2 separate regions of the Capsicum annuum genome follow, and region 1 is linked to region 2. The links are chromatin contacts, called in public Hi-C maps. All regions are on one chromosome and are shown on one strand. The core of a region is the stretch at or near the end of the contact, and the rest is flanking DNA. Distances in the headings are between cores, read along the strand shown.

Evidence for each region. A called contact is a pair of places that touch in the nucleus more often than the background predicts.
Region 1: a contact with region 2 is called in a Hi-C map of leaf, with 3 times the contacts expected there. The contact joins the promoter of LOC107847347 here to the enhancer-like site in region 2. A contact is called at or near these places in 3 of 5 Hi-C or Micro-C datasets (bud, leaf and placenta).

What each region holds. Positions count from the first base shown.
Region 1 is chr11:201,470,288-201,472,988 of UCD10Xv1.1, reverse strand. LOC107847347 (heat shock cognate 70 kDa protein) reads right to left here and starts at 1,291. Exons shown (of 2, transcript XM_016691536.2): 1 at 772-1,291. The coding sequence starts at 985.
Region 2 is chr11:201,419,361-201,422,149 of UCD10Xv1.1, reverse strand. No RefSeq gene overlaps it. Among protein-coding and RNA genes, the nearest start is that of LOC124888950, 37 kb to the right of the region's middle. Within about 2 kb of position 1,464, at least 4 of the 5 cell types and tissues checked have an H3K27ac peak or open chromatin away from gene starts, as enhancers often do. A contact at or near this core is called in bud and leaf, where this site is marked.

The sequences.
Region 1 (2,701 bases), core at 42-2,541, 51 kb before region 2:
CCAGTTCTCAGCAACTTCAAATAAAAAATTAGTAGGAGTCTGCATAATTTCAATCTAAGTCATGCCACTCTATTCAAAGTTATTAACATTCGGCACATAATCTATAATCTTGCGTTTGGACATGGGATATGAAATCATTATTTCAAATTCTAAACTCTCAAGAAAAAACTTAATATTTTTTAAATGTAAAACTTGACCCGTAGCCTTTATTCTATAAAAAATTCATCATGTTAAATCTTTAAAAAAAAAAAAAAAAAAAAAACTCAAGCTGGGCATAAAGAAATTGTTCGTTCCATGTGAAAGGTAATACAGTAAACCAAAGAATCAATTATTAACTGCTGAATTATTTAGAAGAAAGAAAAAGTTTCCACCTTCTGCAAACGTACGTCAATGACTCAATTCTATTACTAATCTCTTTCTAGTCCGTGGCAGAGCTAGAGAACAAGGTGCGGATTCTGACAACCTAAGTCCAAACTCTATTATCTGTCGTAAGAAATTTATTTAATATAATATAGTAATTATTAATCTAAAGCACATTAACATAAAAGGGGAAGAATACTGAAACCATAAGCTCAACTTGTTGCTCTAACTTGTTTTTACTAACTATATCACCAAAAAAAGAAAGAAAAAAAAAAAACAGAGCAGAAAAATAATACAGAAAGTTTGAAATTTTTTCTGAATAATTCAATCCTATTAATTACTACCTTAAACTCAATGTTTTAAAAAAATATAAAGCAATGCGTAACAAGCAAAAGAGAAATAGTTACATACCAAAGACAGTGTTAATAGGATTCATAGCCACTTGATTTTTAGCAGCATCACCAATCAAACGTTCAGTATCAGTAAAAGCAACATAAGAAGGTGTAGTCCTATTCCCTTGATCATTAGCTATAATCTCTACACGATCATGTTGCCATACACCCACACATGAATATGTAGTACCCAAATCAATTCCAATTGCTGGTCCTTCACCTTTTCCCGCCATCTTTTTAACCAATCCAAAAAACTACAGAAACAAAGAAGAAGAAATTAAAATGTGAAGTTCGCAAAGCAATTAAGCAAATGAAGCAATTTCTTCCTGTGATTGGAGAAGAGAAGTAAGAAGTTTATAAAGGAAAAAGTTCTATTTCCAGAATGTTCCGATAGCGAGACTCCAGCTGTTGGATCAATCTTTTTCAAAATTAAAGCTGTTTACTTATTATTATTGATGTTCTATTGCCTTCGCGTTCGTTCCAGACAATTCTTAATTTAAAACTTTGACCTTACAATGTAGTATGTGATTGTGGATCTTGCAGTGTGTAGATTTTAGGAAAAAATACATATAAGCACCATATTTAAATATTAAATTATAAAAAGTAGGAATATTTTTATCAAATTATATTTTTTAACATATGTATTTGTATTTTTATAGCAATAATTTACAAAAATATAAAATACATACCAATTATTGAGGCAATAAAAATTATATGTATTTATATTTTTTTAACAACAGTTTATAAAGATATAAAATATAAATTGTTATATTATGTAATTATGAAATTATTGCTATGAAACTTATAATTAAGGAAATAAGTATGTTATTTTTAAATTTTGCTATTTTATTCTCACTGATGTGGGTCCAGCATGCAGCCAATTATTTTCTAGATTCTTCATTCCCAATCCAAAAACAGGACCATAGATTTTCTAGTATTTCTTGAGAAAAAACTTGTATAATTTGTTACTATTATTTAATAAAGGCAAAATAGCTAGGTGGACCTTTGTACTTGTCTGATTTGTAAGGTGATACTCTTACTTATATATTTATCATCTGAACCCGTGAATCTATTAAAAAATAATACTTTAAATCCTATTTCGATGTGTTAACATAATTGTTGTCACGTCAATTTTTACGTTATTTTAAATGCTATATTAAATGTCACATTATTTTTAAAATACTACATAAGAAATTAAATATTACCAAAGTAAAAATTTTAAATTTAGAATTAAAAAAAAAAAAGTAAAATTTGCAGCTTCTTCCTTGATGCTTTTTCTTCTTGAACAAACACACACCATCAATTTATTCCTGTCATTCCTATAATTAACAATCCATAATTGGCAGCGAAAAATGGATTAAGATTCAATTTTTCTTCTCACAGAAAAAAATTAACAATCTAAATAAAAGGAAGAAAGAAAATCAAATATAAATACAACCTCCATATAATCTTCGAATCAAAAGAGGCTAACTTTACATTTCAAAACAAATTGATTTTAAGAAGGAATCAAATTTCACAAAAACAATTAACAAGCATTAATCTTTTTTGTCAATTTCACAAAAATAATAAATAAGCTACTGGTTATTTTTTTTTTGACTGAGGGGGTGGGGGTGGGGGTGGGGGGTTGTACTGGTGCGAAGAAGAAAGGTTTTGGGTGATTGGGGGTAGGGTGAGGGGTGGGGTGGAGGGGTTATAGCCAACGAAGAAGAAAGATTTACGGGGTTGGGGTTGCAATGCTACGGGGGTGGGGGTCTTTTTAATTTATTTATTTTTAATTATTACGAAATATTACGGACAGAGTAGGAAAAAAATTAAAAAAACAAGAACTTAGAGAGAGAAAATAGAGAAGAAGGGAGAAAAAAAGCTCAAATTACTCCAACAATGGTGTTGAAAGCAAATGAGGAAGGAGTATGAAAAGGGCTTATTAAGACAGTTGGGGCCCTATTTTT
Region 2 (2,789 bases), core at 215-2,714:
TTTGAATAATCATGCTTTTATTTTTTTCTCACAAATTAAACACCAAATCCATTCCAAATAATTAAAATTCTTCTCCAACTAATTTAAATTTTTAACTACAAATTCATATATACAAACATAATAAATTTTTTATTTTTAAATTTGAATATTTTTAACAAATTCACAAAAATTTTAATTTTTTCAAGCGAAATTCACTAATTTTTTCAATATTCACTATCACTCACTTTCAATTTAAATTTAAATTTTAATCCCCAAAAAAATAAAAAGATTTCAAATTTAAATTTTAATTAAAAAAATGAAAAGAATTGAATTGAGAGGGAAAATTAAAATAGAAAATAAAAAGTGAACGTGTGTGTGGGGCGAGGGGCTGGAAGAGTGGTGGGGTGGGGTGTGGGGGCTGGGGTAGGGTGGGTATGGAGTTGGGAGGGGTATGGGGGCTGGACGGGGCTGGTGGGGTGTGAGGGGGTGGGGACGGGGTTGGGTGGGGTGGAGAGACTGGGGTGGGGTGGGATGGGGCTGGGTAGGGTGTGAGGGGTGGGGACGGGCTGGGGTGGGAGTGGGGAAGGGCTGGGGTGGGGGTGGGGAAGGGCTGGACGGGTGTTGGGGTGGGGTGGGGAGGGAAAAATATATTTTTATTTTTTTAAAATTTTTAAAAATATTTTAAAATTATTTTTAAATTTTTAAATATATTTTTAAATTTAAAAAGATGGAGGGAAAAAAGGGACCCTTTTTATTTTTTTTAAATTTTTAAAAATATTTTTAAATTATTTTTAAAATTTTAAAAAATATTTTTAAATTATTTTTAAATTTTTAAAAATATTTTTAAATTTAAAAAGATGGAGGAAAAAAAGGAACCTTTTTTAATTTTTTTTTAAATTTTAATATTTTTTTATTTTTTAATTATTTTAATGTAAAATTGGCCTAAAATTGACCCCCACTCGCACCCGAGGTGAATGGCTACACTTTCTTTGTCCTAATCACCATGACCTTGCTACATAGGTAAGGTCAACGGTCAAAGGGTGGAAAATATTGTTTTTTGATGGTTCAAGGGTCATATGACAAATATGTAAGTAGAAGTGTCTGACTTATAAAACTGACATAGTACAATGGTCTAGAAGATCATTTTGCCTGCTATATAATTTTAAGTTAGGGGTATTCATATAGTCATTTGGTGAAGAAGAATATCAGTTAAAAAAAATATAACAGGACAAAAAAAAATCTAAGAACATGATGCTCAATTTGTATAAGCGTATCTATTGTATGATTAACGCAAGCAGAATCTCGCATGATTTCGTATTTTTTCTTTTCTCAAAACCTCGAACTTCAAGTGAATTTAATGGATGTGAAACTATCTCCTATTTTGAAATCTCCAATATGAAGTGAGATCTTTGAGGAAAGAGTTGGATTTCCTATACAGTGAAAGAACAAAATTTATTCCATCTGTGAAATATATTTGAACTTCTTTCAAAGAGGTTGGGATTAGACTATCAATTGGATGTGGCCCGATCAAATAGTTAAAGCCAGTTCCTGCAGACATACTACTTTTAACTTTTGACAAGTGTGTCACAGTTGGAGAAAAATTGCTTCAAATAGGGCTACCATCATGAACTCTTCCCCTTGTTCATTTCATTTAAGTGAGGAACAACCAATGCAGAAAATATTAGCTCAAAACGTCTAAACATCAAATTTGAGGCAAACTACTACCACTGCCCAAACAAATGTGATGATAAATATCTCAACTTTAGGCCTTCTCGTCTCTCTCTTCCTCCCCTCACTCTCAACCCCAGTTATTTTTAGATAAATTCACTGAGAATTAGTCAATAAGACCCAATGGCAGATTAATACTCCAAAAATGTTTGTAACTCTTCAGAGTACACATAGTATACATTAATATAGAAGATTTAGATTATGAAATAAAATTAGACATGATATGGAGCAGCTGCAGCTTACCGAGGACATGATCCTAGATAGGAAGGCGTGGAGGTTGCGGATAAGGGTAGAAGATTAGGATGAGTGCGTGAGTTGTAGCAAGTAGGTAGAAACCACTAGTCAGGAGGGCCCAGGTGTTCCTGGTCTGTGAATGTTTGTTACTACTAGGGAGGTATCGTTTTCTGGATGCCCTATCGCTTATCTATTATTTATTGCGCGTATTTATCTGATTTAGTATTACTCGGATTTATACTTTATTTTATTTTTATTTTAGTATGTCTTATTCCTTTTTATGTTATGTCATCCATCTTGCTTCACTACGCTTTGTTTACTATTCACTACCTGGAGCCGGGAGTCTATCGGAAACAACCTCTCTAATTTTTTGGAGGTAGCGGTATGGACTGTGTACATTTTACCCTTCCCAGACCTCACTTTGTGGAAATATACTGGATTTATTATTGTTGTTGTAGATTATGAAATAAAAAATTATACCAAAATTTTACTAAACAACTGGAGACGAACTACAGGAACTTAATGACCCTCATCTTTAATGGCATAGCAATTGTGTAGAGTACACTCCAAAAAATGGATGGTCATATTAGGATGTCTACAAATAAAAATCTATCCATTTAGATTCAACATATTACATATAAAAATAAAATTAATCACCAAAAGAATTAAAACTAACTTGGTTGAAGTACACAACACCGAATACATTAATTTGCCCCTTTCTTTTTATAATTATTTAGAAGGGAGTTCATTTCACACATCTTAAAAGATATTTTTATTTTAATACACAAACAATTTGTTGTTTAATTAGAGAAAATAGTCTAAAACACCTTCAATCTTTATCCGAAATT